5 separate regions of the Mus musculus genome follow, and all the other regions are linked to region 5. The links are chromatin contacts, called in public HiChIP or PLAC-seq and promoter capture Hi-C maps. All regions are on one chromosome and are shown on one strand. The core of a region is the stretch at or near the end of the contact, and the rest is flanking DNA. Distances in the headings are between cores, read along the strand shown.

Region 1 (2,700 bases), core at 5-2,504, 540 kb after region 5:
CACATACACACATCAGAGAGAGACAGAGACAGACAGACAGACAGACAGACAGACAGACAGACAGACAGAGAGATTATAATTTTTTGAGATGGGGGGATTTACTATATAGCCATGGCTCACTATGGCTATATAGCATCTTCACTATGAAGATGAGGCTAGCCTTGAACTCACATAGATTTGCCTGTCTTGTCTCCTGAGTACTGTGATTAAAGGATTAGTAGTGGTGACCTCCCATGAAAGGGAGTAAGGGAGATGGCTCAGCCAGTGAAGGTATTCTTGCTGCCAAACCTGACTATCTGAATTCAATCCCAAAACTCCATGGTGGAAGAAAGCCAACCCCTCCGACCTCTACATAAGCAACCTGTCCTTTGACCTCCCCATGAGTGTCATAGAACATGCATATCTACACACATAATAATAAAATGTAATAAAAGTGTTACACAAATGCATGCATATAGATATAGATACAGAGATATAGAGATATATATAGAAAGTAAAAGCTCAGATCACCTTTGAAATGATGACCTGTGCCCTGCTGTCTCGTGTCTCCATACCTGTGAGCTTCAGCTGCCCACGGAGGAGTTCTGCCCACTTCAGCCTTCTGGAATGGGACACCAAAGATGTCACTCATCTCCCCACCCCCACCCCCTCTCTCTGTGTCTGTCTCTTAAGTTATGAAGTAGATGCAACACAAAATTTACCATGTTAACTATTTTTAGTGTTTACATTTCCATTTTTGGGCAACCAACATGGTACAAAGTTCTGTCTTTCACTTACATTCATCATAGTTTCTACTGCCATCTTGGATTTTAGCCACAAGTACACAGTCACGGTTTAATGTCTTTATCACTGTCTGTCTGTCTGAATGTATATATGCATGCATGCATGTACACATGTATGTGTGTATGCATGCATGTATTACACATGTATGTGTGTATGCATGTATGTATTACACGTGTATGCGTGTATGCATGCATGTATATATGCATATGTGTATGTATGTATGCATCTATGTATGTACTTTTATTCATTTATTTGGTGGGGAAAGATACATGGGATTGCACATGGAGGCATAATGACTCTGGCAGGGACAGGTCCATGTGGGCCAGCAGGCTTGGTGTTAAGTACCTTTTATCCACTGAGCCCTCTTACCAGCCATAAAGCCTTGAGTCTTAGTACGGCACCAGATGACATGAATGTTCAGTAAATAATGGCCACTGATTGATTTTTGTGCTCCTCACACCGATTCGTAGCTTTGAAGCGCCCTCTAGTGGCAATGATGAAAATGATGCGAAGAACCACCTAAGTCTATTTGCTTTCTAGCAGGTGGTGACCACAAATGTCATCTTGTGTCCCTGTCTTTTGTGTTGTTTTCTTACTGACTTCACTGAGTATGAAATTCTAGTCAGTTAAAAGTTGAGTGTAATGGTTTTGTAATCCCAGAATTTATGACATGGAAGCAAGAGGTTTGCTGGAAGCTACACAGTAAGTTCCAGGCTAGTCTGGGTTACCTAGGGAGAGCCTGTTTCAGAAAACACACAGCCAGGTGCACACCTTTAATTCTAGCACAGAGGCAGAAGCAGGTGAATTTCTGAGTTTGTACACAGTGAGCCTTGTCTTAAAACAAACAAACAAACAAACAAACAAACAAAACCAAAACCCAAAACAAAATAACAATATTGGAACAAAATAAAAATCCCAGCAACCAAACAAAACAAATAAGGTGAACTGAATGATGTTTTTCGGATAGTCTAGGAGGAACTCCGTGTTTTGTTTGGTGGTTTGTTTGTTTGTGGGGGGTGCAAAGCAATTCATTTATACAATCAAAATGAATTAATGCACACATGATATCGAAACAAAAACATGCAAAAAACAAAAATAAGATTCAAGAGATAAAAGTACACTCCAACAAGAACAAACATAGCTGGGTGGTGATGACCCAGGCCTTTAATCCTAGACTTGGGAGGCAGAGGCAGGAGGATCGCCAAGTCCCAGGACAGCCTGGTCTACAGAGTGAGTTTTGGGCCATCCAGGCCTTCACAGAGAAACCCTGTTTCAAACAAACAAACAAACAAACAAACAAACAAACCAAAAGAACTAAATATACAAAAAATAAAACATAACCCTAGGAAAAATAATGTCTGCATTGGTGCATGTCTGCTCAATGTTTTTAATTAATATAGAGAATTGCATTTTCTGGTGTTCTGATTTCATAACTAAATGAAAAGTCACAAGTTAAAATAGTGTTTGCCTGATTTTTCTGAGCATTGTGTATACCAACAGCCAGAGGCTTTAATGGGTAAACGACTCTTACACTGGCTTAAACTGTCCAGTCCAGGAAGAATGGACTCCAAGGAGACACTGCAAGGTGGGATGTATGTGAGAACAGTTTCTGTTTTGTTCAAATAAGAAGTGAGCAGTGGCCAGAGCACCTGGGGGAGCCATCTTGGTTCCCGGATCCCTCAGAGACTGGTCTGTGCAGGTGAGAGTGTGGACTACAGAAGCTAACAGCTTCTGGGACAGGCAGAAGCCACACAGCTTCTGGGCCAGACCCCGTTTTGGGCTCCAGACATCCGGGCACTGACCCTGGCAGAGGAGAGGTGTCCGCCCTACCAGGGAGGGCTTTGCTGGAGCACCTGGGGAAGTCATCGCTGGTCCGGGATCTCTCAGAGACTAGACTGTGTAGGTGAGAGTGTCGAC
Region 2 (2,700 bases), core at 127-2,626, 910 kb after region 5:
GTTGGAATATGAATAGGAAAGAAATGTGTACATAGCAGAATCTTAACAATTACCAAGCAGGTAAATGGACACACATCACAAAAGGTGACAGCTGACTACAACAGTAAACCTCAGGAGAACAGGATTACTTCATTTTTTTTTCTGGAACATAGGTAGAGAAGGTAGATTTGTACTTTAATTTTCGTTTGGTTAGGTATAAGCATATTTCAATTTACCTGAAAATTGTTCTTTTTTTTTTTCTTGCACCTTTAGGAATCCAATCTGTAGTTATCAGAACGATTGACTTCTTGACTCCAAACGTCCACAGAAGGAACTACATGAGACAATGTCTTGGAGACACATAAAGCATTTTAAATATTTTTAAAATGTCCTTTAAAAGGATATTCACAATCGTAAACACCCAGGACTAACTACTTCAATATACCCTAACCCAGACTTCTAGTTGAAGCTTACATAGAGCTCAGAAAGGGGAGGCAGGACAGAAAGGGAAGAAAAATCAAAGATGAAAGGGAAGGTTTTGCTTTGCGGGTTGGCTCAGGGAAGTCATCTTTTTCTTTGATAGCTGGGGTGGAAACCGGTTTCTTTGGTTCCCAAAATTTGGAGTTTCTAAAGGCCAGGGAGTGAAAGTACTGTACTCGACAGGAACTCGAGGAGGCGTGCACCGTGCCCCACTGTGCAGACCTAGGGACTGCGGGCCTGGCCTCGCCCGGCGGCCGATCCGGCTGCCTCGCCCTACAGGGAACCTCAGAGGGGCGGAGGGAAGGCTGGCCACCGCCCCACCAGCCGGAAAGGAAACCCTCTGCCAGCGGAAGCGGCCCGGGGCCTCCGCTTAGTCTTCTCCCAGCTCCCTCCCTGCGGTTCATCCGGCCTGGCCGGCCCTGCTGTAGGGCGTCAGGGACACTTACCTCACTCGTCAGCTCTGGGAGAGGAGGCACCCCCTGGGGCGCAGGCGGGGTCCGGCTACTCCCACCTCCTGGCCATGACCCTACTAGGAAGTGCAAGCGCAACTTCCGGTGCGAGGGAGTTTTGAAGCCCTAAACTGTAGTTCTAGGTAAGCGATCAGGGGCTCCGTAAAGGGTCTGGCAAGCAAACCGGCAGTTCCCGATCGCGAATTAACTCGCCCAGTGTGGACTGTGTGTGTGCACATCCTCCGTAAGTATACTTACAGGTGCATCCCTTTCCAGACCGCTCTGCTGTTGCCTGGGGTAACGGGGAACCAAAAGCAGGAAAAACGTACGTCAAACGGGTGACAGGAAACGCCTCCTGCCATCATCAATTATGGCTGCCTGGGCTTCAACCGTAACTTCCGACTGGGAGTCGTTTCTCTACCCGGCTGGAGGCTTTTCTCTGTGGCGGAGCTAGCCAGCGGCGCCCAGTGGGCGGGAGACCGCGCACTGCCGCGGAGGAAAGGAAAAGGGCGGGGACAGGGAAGCTGGCGCCAAGGTTTCCCTCTGATTGGGTGACTGCTTTTGCTCTGGCTCCGCCCATCCCTCCTCCCTAGCGAATGCCCAGGCTCGCTCAAGGGGGCTGGGGCGGGGCGATTGGAGCCAGAGTGTGTGGAGGGGCGGGGCGAGTGGGGGAGGGGCGGGGGGGCGGTGGCAGGGGAGCGTCGCTCGGGGAGCGGAGGACGAGGAGGAGGAAGGAGGTGAGCAGGGATGGTGGAGTCCGGGCTCCGGACGGCAGCCTGGGGCGGGAGCGGCACAGGAGCGCCCGTGGGCCGGTTCTCTGCTTTCCTGCCTGTCGGGGGGCCCGGCCGGCCGTCGGTAAGGGGAGGCCCACACGTCCTGACAGGCGCGAGCCGCCGGAGCCGGGGCGAGGCCTGAGGGGTCGGGGCCCTGGGAGGCGCCGCGGCCGCTTTCCGGGGTGCCACGGCCCGGGGCGCCGGAGCCTCGGAGCCGCTGCCCGCGCGGGGCCGGCGGGCGGGACACGGGGAGCGGCAGGCTGCCCCCTGACAGCGCCGGGCCGGGCCTACTGCGGAGCGGGCGGCCGGGACAGCGCCGGGGCGCGGGCGCGGGCCCGGGGCGGCGAGTCAGTCGCGCTCCGGCTGCTCCGGTCTCTCGGCGCCTCCCGGCCGGGACTGCGGGGCTGCCCGGGTCGCGAGGACGCTTGGCGCCGGGCGGGCGGGCGGGCGGGAGGGCGGGCGCGGCCGTAGGGCTGTGGGGTGGGGTCTCTGCGCCTCCACCCCAAAGTCCTCGGCGCTGAGCGGTCTCCTCCTCGCAGACCCTGCGGGACGAGTGGTGGGTTCGGCGTTGGGTGTGTTGCCGAGTGAAAGGAGTTGTGGCCGCAGAGACCGCCCTGCTAAACACGCCTGGTGGCAATCTCCGTGTCGGCTTTGAGGGCTGGAGGAAAAGTAGTGTAACTCCCCGCCCCCAGCTCGGAACGCAGGAGGCTGCAGGGCAAAAAGATTTTCCCCCTAGCCCCTCGGTATCCATTGTTTTGTACCATCCCCTCCCCCATGCCTAGGTAGAAGAATAAGGACTCCAAAGCAGTAATTCGCCCGCCTCTCTCTCTCTCTCCCTCTCCCCTCGCTCCCCCGTCCCTCTCCGCAGAGGTTTGTGTTAACAGTGCAAGTGGGGGGTTTACAAACAGGTGGAATTGCTTGTCTATTTGGGAATCGGAAAGAAGATGCTTTTGGGGTGTGTTTTTTTTTTTTTTTTTTTTTTTTTCATCTCATCTCACCTTTACATTTGGGAGATTCGA
Region 3 (2,700 bases), core at 199-2,698, 640 kb after region 5:
TGTCTCCCCGGGTGTCCTGGTGCTCTGTAGATTAGGCTGGTCTCCAACTCACAGAGATCCCCCTGCCTTTGCCTCTCTAGTGAAGAGCTGGGACTAAAGGCATGTGCCACCCGCCGCCACACGTTCTGTTTTGTTTGTTTGTTTGTTTGTTTGTTTGTCAGACTTGTGTGAATTGTGAATGATGTGTGTGATGTTTAATACAAATAATCGTAACTCTAATTGGCAATGAGAGAGAGAGAGAGAGAGAGAGAGAGAGAGAGAGAGAGAGAGAGAGAGAGAGAAGCTCTCTAAGGTAGGGTGGCAGAGTAGGCAGTTTCAAGGGGAAATTGACACAAGAGTCAGGAGGGACAAAAAGTATCTTTCAGAGAGTTCAAGCAGTTGTCAGGTTTTGAGACATCTTTAGAATTTTCTGGTGTGTGAAGCAGGCAGGCAGGACTTCAGGCTGTGGGATCAGCTCGCTGCCCTCTGGCTTATAACGCACGAGAGAGGAATTTGGCCGCGGGCGTCCGTGTCTGGAACACCACGGAACAGCACAGTCCGAGAGAGCACGAGGCGGCCACTCCCCGGCCGGTGCTCAGGTGCAGGAGGGTCTGCGGGAGCAGGTGTCCCCTGTCGCCGTCTCCAGCTGCTCCGCCCTCAGAGCCTCACAAGTGCGTCGCACAGCTGCCACCCCGGTGCACACGGGTGTCCGGCGCAGGTGGGCTCCGGGCAATTAACAGAGTCGGTGAACTCTCTTCCTTATCCTTTAAATTTCCAGAGACGCTGCCAATAAATATGAAAGAAACGTGTGCCTGGTTTTCTTTTGCTCTCGTGGGAAAATTCAAAGAAATGAATCCACTGCTACCCTGTCCGTCGCCTTTGGGACCCCCGAAGCGACAGCTGGAACTACCAGCGTGGTGAGCTCCGGGGCCTGATCATCTGGGCCCCGAGATCGCAGTCCCACCCACCTAGGGAAGGATGTGACAGTGTCGGGTCCTTCCAGAGGCGCTGGCTGGGCTCCAGCCGCAGGAGGATGCCAAGCCCCGGGCGCACTTCGCGCTGGCGATGTCCTCGGGACTCTGCCGGAGCCGGGCAGCCTGTGAGCTCCGGAAGAAACTACAAGGCGGCGGAGGGCGGCTGCGGGGCGGGCCGGCGTGTCGCCCTCTCACGAGGGTGTCGCGCTGAGGAGCGCCTGGCTGGTCACCCCGAAGGGCTCGCGGTGGCGGGTGGCGGCTGCTACTCACTGTGCCTCGGGTGGACAGGCACAGTTGTCCCGGTCACCCCGCGCGCAGCAGCTCCTGGGCGTCTCGCGGCTTCCGTGGCCCCGGGGACGCCCCCTGTTCCTGTCCCTGTCCCCCGCCCCCTCCGCAGCCTCTCCAGCTTGAGCGCCGGGAGGTGGAGGAGGCGGCGCCGCGGGGACTGTCTCCTCCCCACCCTTCTCGTCTCCTCCCCACGCCACCGAGAAGGACAAGGGGACTGGGCACAGGGACCCCGGCCAGTGAGCGCTTGTGTTCCGGGACCGCCCCTCCCGCGCGCTCTTTCGCTGCGAGCCCGGGCCGGTGTCGCCGCGCATGGTGCTGGCAGTAGCCATGAGCCAGGACGCGGATCCCAGCGGTCCGGAGCAACCCGACAGAGATGCCTGCGTTATGCCCGGTGTTCAGGGGCCCTCCGTGCCCCAGGGCCAGCAAGGGATGCAGCCTCTGCCGCCACCGCCACCGCCTCAGCCTCAAGCCAGCCTGCCCCAGATCATCCAAAAGTAAGAGGGAGAATGGAGTGGGGCTGGGGTGAGCCTGGGACACACACCAGGGGCCCTCTTTTGTGGCTTCATTTCCATCCTTTGCTAAACTTCGCCCGCCCCGCTTGTGTTTGAAGTGTTGTTGGCGCTCTGAGCTGGGTCGGTGTCATTCTGGCTTGTTGGTGATATTGGGTAGAACGCAGTCAAGTTATTAGTGTGTGGTGGTGGTGGTGGTGGGGCATAATTTTTGCCTTTTCTTATGTGTTCTCTTTTCTCTTCTGATGGTACTGGATCTGTTTTAACTTCATAAGCTCGAAGTTGGGGGAAATGACCCAGAGACTATTTTTTTCATCCTTCTGATCCTTAGAGACCACTGGAATGTATTACGGTGACGATGACGGGTCAAGCGTGAGTGTGAGCGCTTAGTGAAGGGTGTGTGATAAATCGCCACTGAGAACAAAACTACCTTTAGTGGAGTCAACTAGAGATTTGGGACAAAGGGAGTTGAGGGCCTGTAAACAACGCGCAAACAGTTTACAACATGGCCCTTGCAAGGAGTTCTCAGCTGCAGAAAAGGTTTCCCCTAGATACCGTGGTGAACCTCACCGTTCTTCTTTTCATTGGTTTGGTAAGCTGGGGTGGTCAGGGGTCCCAGGAAGCCCCTTATCCCGTCTGGGAAGCGTAGAGGTAAACCGCTGGTGTTTTACTCCCTCGGCTCCTTAAAAAGCATTGTTTTGACAGTTTGAGGCCTAGAATGTCGGATTGTTCGAAGGCTCTTTATTTTGCTTCAGGCTTGGTCCACCTGTGACAAAGTCCTGAAAAATAGTTTGAGTGTTTCCACAAGTCTAATTGGAACATGTAAACTCAGGAAAACTCACATGAGGAGCTGGGGTTTTTTGTTGGCTGTTCTGATCTTGGGGATTCTGTAAACTCACTACGATGCACTAAGGAAAAAAAAAGCAAACATGGAAAAGGAAATGGAAGCA
Region 4 (2,700 bases), core at 188-2,687, 520 kb after region 5:
GAGATGTAAAAGAAATCTAAGGAGAGAGGTTTGCACAGTGCCAGATGGTCAGTAGATGCCGGCAAGGGGCTCTTGGCCACTGGTGTATGACACGAGTGTGACACGCTTCTCTTTCAAATAAGGTACAGGTAGTTTTCATTCTAAATGGTGGCAGTGCCTGCCTTTGATACCAGCCTAGCACTCAAGGAGCTAGTCTACAGAGAGTGTTCCAGAACTGTCAGGGCTGCACAGAGAAATCCTGTCCCAGAAAACGAAAGGAAAAAAAGAAAAAAACAAAAAAAAAAACAATTTCTACCCACAGACACCCACTGTCAGTATTGAATGTTTCCAGTCAGTCTGGTTTCTATGCATTAGATGTAGCCCTTCCTTGATTCCTCCTCCCTCTCACCTTCCCCCCTCCCCTCTTCTCTCTCCTCCTCCTTCCCCTCCTCCCTCATTCTCTCCCCTTTCTTTTAAGTTCCTGTGAACAGCTGTTAGGGTCTGTGTACATAGCTGTGTGCCCTACCTTGTGCTGTTATTAACAATCGACAATCACCCTTCTTTTTTTTTTTTTTTTTTTTTTAAAGATTTATTTATTATATGTAAGTACACTGTAGCTGTCTTCAGACACTCCAGAAGAGGGCATCAGATCTTGTTACAGATGGTTGTGAGCCACCATGTGGTTGCGGGGATTTGAACTCCGTACCTTCGGAAGAGCAGTCGGGTGCTCTTACCCACTGAGCCATCTCACCAGCCCGACAATCACCCTTCTTAACAGCTGGATTTAGGAGGCTCACAGAGTGGCGTGTGTTTATAAATTATGAACATCCTTTAACAAAAACCACTTCGGAATCTGGAATTATTATTTGGAATGCTAATGGTTAACTCATTGACATTTTAACGCTGCTAATGAAGTTTATCTCAATGGGCTTTGGGGAAGCTGTCTGCTTCAATTCCCACAATTCAGAGAGGGTAGGAGGGGAATGTAAGGTGACCCTCCCCACCTCCTTTCCCTTCTTCCCCCACCCTCTCTCTTCCAGGGGTCCTTTCCATGCCACCAGAAGAGGGCGTGTACACAGGTCTAGTGTCATCCCTATTCCACTCTTCTGCCCACTGCTTTCTCACGTTCTCAATATGCTCAACCGCTGATTAGGCTGGAGTGGTTTTTCCGGCCTGTGAAATTACCTGCCATTAGTGGAAAGTGTCCCAGCCTTGTCTCTTGCCAGCTTGGGACTTCGGGCAATTTTCTTAGATTTCTCAACCTGTTTTGGTAAAATAAAGTATGGCTGCTAGGATTAAAGAGGGGGCGTCTAGATGGCAAGTTTTCCCCCAAGTCTTCCACGTCCCCAATCCAACGCGCCCCGCCTAGGCCCCCTGCTTTCCGCAGGGTTCCGGGAAGTGGTTCTGCCAGAGACTGCCTAGGAGCAGCTGTGGAGTCAGGTGACCCAACTCCCCACAGGGGTGACTAAAATACCAGCGATGCCGATTATTTGGACTTCCTGGGCAGGGCCTGCCACCGCTGTGACTGGTGGGACCTTGGAAGCAACAGTAATTAATATTTTGCCAGGTGTGATTCCAATGGCCCCGCCAAAGCAAGGGGTCCCACCCTGAGCAGGGAGCCCGTGGGAACTGCCTGAGCTGCATTCCCGGGCTGGTGATTGTGCCACATGCTCCTCCTGGGTTCCATGCAGGGGACGTCCCTAGCCTTGCCCCGGGGTTCAGATGCTGCAGGAAGGAGCATTCCACCCCCATCCTAGCACCCCCAGTCTCCAGGCAGGCACTCTCAAGGAGTCCCCTCCTAATCCACGTGGACTTGTCCCTGTAGCTCCTAGAGTAGAAGTCCTGGTGGCTATGGTTGAGAGGGCACGGGAGTTGTGGCGTGTTTATAAAAGGATAAAGCGATATAAGATATGTTCTATAGGGGTGTGGTGAGGTATGGGGAAGGGGATGTCTCAGCGGGCCCATGCGGAGTCAACTCTTCCCCCCGTGGGACCAGCCACACGGTATAGTACAGAATAGAGTTTATTTAGGGCGTGGGGAGGAGAGTTAAGAGGGTAGTGGAGGCAGAGAAAGGCAGGGGTGGGGGGCGTAGAGGAGAAAAACAGAGGTCGGCCATGAGCACGTGGAGAGAGAGGGGGGAAGGGAATGGGGAGAGAGGGGGGAGCATGAGAGCAAGGGAAAGAGGAGGGGGGCAGCGCCTTTTATAGTGGGTCGCCTACCCCCCGCTGTTGCCAGGTAACTGTGGGGAGGAGCATACCTGGCTGTTGCCAGATGACTGTGAGATGGAGTTTAGACAGAATGCTAACAAGTTGGGGTCGGAGTTGGGGTATCAGTCTTTCCCATACACACCTTCCAAATTCATAGGAGTCAGAAACTCAAAGGGCTCTGGGACCCTAATCTCCATCTTCCTCCTTTTATAGTGGGTACCACGGCTCCCGAAAGTGGATTGATTGTTCTACGTGGAATTATAAGAAAAACGACTAAATAAGGACAGTGAACTGGAAGCTGGGTTTTGGTTTTTTTTTGTTTGTTTGTTTTTTTCTAGACAGGGTTTCTCTATGTAGCCTTGGCTGTCCTGGAACTTGCTCTGTAGACCTGGGCTCGAACTCACAGAGATCTGTCTACCTCTGACTCAAAATGCTAGGATTAAAGCCATGTGACACCACCATCAAGCTGGCATTTATTATTATTATTGCTGTTGTTGTTATTGTTATTATTATT
Region 5 (2,700 bases), core at 77-2,576:
GATTGGTTCGACTATCTTTGGCTTCACTAACAGCCACCAGCCTCCATTTGCCTCCTTCAAGGAGTTCAGTTTGACCTTCTAAACTGAAAGGGGTCCTCATCTGTACACTGGATGGCACTGAAATTCTACCACTTCCGGAAGGCACCCTCCCTCTCAGCCTACCATCTGACGTTCACTGACCACCCCCAATACTGTGACTACGGATCCAGGATCCAGCAACGACTGTGGTGTGGTCCTCAAGCTGCCTCCGAACCTTTGACATTACATCATTATCCAATTGCCTGACTTTATTTCCAGCAGAAGACGTCCAGGAAGGTCTAACCACATGGACAATTACCCACACCACCCACCATCGTGCATATATAAACTTCTTGGTCACACTTAACACGCTGTGACAAGACCAGGTCTGGGTCAAGGTAGGCTTGAGATCTGTCCACTCACAGAAACAGGCATAATATGGTCGGAATTTCACAAGTCGGGCTGCGGTGCCTCATGTGTTCTTTCAAGACTCAACTGGTCTGAGAGGATGGGTACGCCCCTGTGCATCCCCTCAGAGTTTTAATTCTGGTTTTATGTTCTTAGCATCTCCCACTTTAAATAACCAAGTGTGCCTGGTTCGGGTGCAGAAGGGATACACTAAAGCATGTTCAACATGAGTCTGGGAAGTGTCTTCTCACTTCCTGTGTCCAAGAAGAACCCAGAGCAGGCTCCAGGAGGATTTTCCGGAAGGCTATGCCTATCTGTTTCCTGATACAGCCCCTGAGACCATTTGGGTGGGGAGGGCACAACGGCTGCCTGTCTCTGTTGGGAGTTTGAATCAAGAGGTAAAATGCAGTCATCAGAATGATCAGGGTTGTAACTTTAGATCGCCGCCGTGGAGGAAGGAAAAGGGCAGGGGCACAATCACTTCTGGGTACCCGGGGTGGATCCAAGAGGGACCAACTTCCTGCAACAGCAGGGCCTCCCCTCAGGGTCGGGGGTGGTAAGGATCACCGCTTTCCCGGGACCAGCGAGGCAGTTCCTCGGTCACACTGGTCCCTGGACCGGCTCCGGCCGCCCGGAGGTGCCCGGGGGCCCCGCCGGAAGCGAGCTGAGTCCTGCCGGGCTGCACAGATCGTTCCCCGGTTCCCGCTGGGGCAACCCCCGCTAGCCAAGGCCATCCCCGGACGGCCGCGGGCCCGTCGCTGCTCGCCCTCTCGTCCCTACCCTCCCGGGGGTGCAGCTCGCGCGCCGGGCGCCGGATGCCGGTCAGCCGGCACAGTCCCCTCACCTTACTCGCGGCGGCTTTCTGGAGGCTGCCATTCGGCGGTGACGTGCCCCAGCCCACGTCAGGGGAGCGCAGACCAGCTGATCACCCACGGCCAGGCGCGCGCACCGGGCAGGCCACTCCTCCCCTCTGTGGCGTGCTCACGCAGAGGCTCCGCCCCGCTGTAAACCCCGCCCGTTCACCGGAGTGGGCGTGGCCGAGTGTCAGAATTCCAAAACCTTTGGGCTGTTGCTTGGAGAGGGTGTGGTGTTCTGTGCAACCAATTGGGAGAGGCGCCGGTCAGTCGTCACTGATCTTCCTCTCCATTTAAGAGGAAGGACAGGCGTTTTGCCAGCTAAGGAAGCTGCATGCTTCTCCGGTTTGTTCCAGCTTTTAGGTCAGCTAAGACGAGAGAGTCGTGGCCAGCTCTGCAAGAACCTATTTTAGGGTCCTGGAGACACTGACTGGATCAGGATATAACTTGCTGAGACCTTAGAGATGTCTTCCAAATGATTATTCCCAACAGCTTCAAAACTTACTGCTCACTTGGGCTAACGATCGGGCGTTAAAGCGTCCAAACCTAGCTCCTAACCCTATGTACAAACAAAAACATTCTTCACGTAGGGCTTTTTCATCTCAGTCGGTGGCTATTCCATGTTTTAAGGGCAAAAATCTTGACGTAATATCTGCCTTATTCCCCGGTCCATGCCCCATCTGCCCAAGATCCGCTTGGTCCTGGCTTCAAAGTAGATCCGTAGCCCCACCCACTTCCATCACGTCACCTATCTGGGGTGCATCACTTCCACCTCACCTGTGTGACGCCTGCATAGAAGCCAGACCGAACCTACCCTGAGGTGTCCACTTGACCATTCTAGAATCGCCTGGGAGAAAAAGCCCCTGGGCCTGGCTGGAGGGTTGTCTTGTGTTATTTAAGACGGGCAGAACCACTCCCTAGGTAGAGGATTCTAGACTGTATAAAATCAATGGAAATGAGCTGAAGACGAGCATGAATATATTACTCTCGCCTCTTGACTACCGATGTAAGGCCTGGCTCCCTGACTAGATGAACGGAAACTGGAAGCCGAAGAAGTCCTTTACCCCTCAAATTCCTTTCGCCAGAATGTTTTATCACAACGACGGGAAAAGAAACTAAGCAGTCCCCATTTCATTTGGAGTGACTCTTCTTAATCACAGCTCACAGGTCACCTCACTCCACCTAAGCTGGCCTTCCCTATCTTTGACACTCACAGTCCCGTCAAGTGTCACCTCCTCGATGAAACCTGCTTAAAGCTGTAAACCGCTTGGACCCATCCGGGCCCCTTTCCCACAGCTTCTACTGTTGTTCACCGGAGTTCATCTTCTGAGGATAGTCTCTCTACCCTGCACACATACTATAGCCATCAGAGCAAGAGTTGTTTCTGTTGCTTAAAAATGGGCAGGAGGGCTAGAGAGAT

The links. HiChIP or PLAC-seq counts read pairs in DNA pulled down with a chosen protein or histone mark. Capture Hi-C pulls out chosen DNA fragments and counts their contacts.
Region 1: an H3K4me3 HiChIP or PLAC-seq map of bone marrow-derived macrophages shows a contact between it and region 5, with 5 times the contacts expected there. The contact joins the enhancer-like site here to the promoter of Xpnpep1 in region 5. A contact is called at or near these places in 1 of 39 promoter capture datasets (stem cell-derived epiblast-like cells), 5 of 115 datasets of contacts at active chromatin or transcription factors (bone marrow-derived macrophages, embryonic stem cells and pancreatic cancer cells) and 2 of 9 other capture datasets (embryonic stem cells and liver).
Region 2: a contact with region 5 is called in a promoter capture Hi-C map of adipose tissue, with 3 times the contacts expected there. The contact joins the promoter of Bbip1 here to the promoter of Xpnpep1 in region 5. A contact is called at or near these places in 1 of 39 promoter capture datasets (pre-B cells), 1 of 484 Hi-C or Micro-C datasets (regulatory T cells), 3 of 115 datasets of contacts at active chromatin or transcription factors (bone marrow-derived macrophages and embryonic stem cells) and 2 of 9 other capture datasets (adipose tissue and liver).
Region 3: an H3K27ac HiChIP or PLAC-seq map of embryonic stem cells shows a contact between it and region 5, with 5 read pairs. The contact joins the promoter of Rbm20 here to the promoter of Xpnpep1 in region 5. A contact is called at or near these places in 2 of 39 promoter capture datasets (pre-B cells and stem cell-derived epiblast-like cells) and 1 of 115 datasets of contacts at active chromatin or transcription factors (embryonic stem cells).
Region 4: a FOXA1 HiChIP or PLAC-seq map of pancreatic cancer cells shows a contact between it and region 5. The contact joins the enhancer-like site here to the promoter of Xpnpep1 in region 5. A contact is called at or near these places in 1 of 39 promoter capture datasets (stem cell-derived epiblast-like cells), 2 of 115 datasets of contacts at active chromatin or transcription factors (embryonic stem cells and pancreatic cancer cells) and 1 of 9 other capture datasets (adipose tissue).

The regions. Positions count from the first base shown.
Region 1 is chr19:53,577,852-53,580,551 of GRCm38.p6, forward strand. No RefSeq gene overlaps it. Among named protein-coding and RNA genes, the nearest start is that of Smc3, 21 kb to the right of the region's middle. Within about 2 kb of position 1,255, at least 9 of the 459 cell types and tissues checked have an H3K27ac peak or open chromatin away from gene starts, as enhancers often do. A contact at or near this core is called in bone marrow-derived macrophages, where this site is marked.
Region 2 is chr19:53,943,251-53,945,950 of GRCm38.p6, forward strand. Bbip1 (BBSome interacting protein 1) reads right to left here and starts at 1,377. Exons shown (of 4, transcript NM_001195338.1): 1 at 906-1,377; 2 at 216-329. Shoc2 (Shoc2, leucine rich repeat scaffold protein) reads left to right here and starts at 1,626. Exons shown (of 9, transcript NM_019658.6): 1 at 1,626-1,763.
Region 3 is chr19:53,675,858-53,678,557 of GRCm38.p6, forward strand. It overlaps Rbm20 (RNA binding motif protein 20), which reads left to right and starts at 1,449. Exons shown (of 14, transcript NM_001170847.1): 1 at 1,449-1,735. The coding sequence starts at 1,551.
Region 4 is chr19:53,555,999-53,558,698 of GRCm38.p6, forward strand. No RefSeq gene overlaps it. Among named protein-coding and RNA genes, the nearest start is that of Dusp5, 28 kb to the left of the region's middle. Within about 2 kb of position 1,438, at least 89 of the 459 cell types and tissues checked have an H3K27ac peak or open chromatin away from gene starts, as enhancers often do. A contact at or near this core is called in embryonic stem cells and pancreatic cancer cells, where this site is marked.
Region 5 is chr19:53,037,244-53,039,943 of GRCm38.p6, forward strand. Xpnpep1 (X-prolyl aminopeptidase (aminopeptidase P) 1, soluble) reads right to left here and starts at 1,327. Exons shown (of 20, transcript NM_001374834.1): 1 at 1,271-1,327.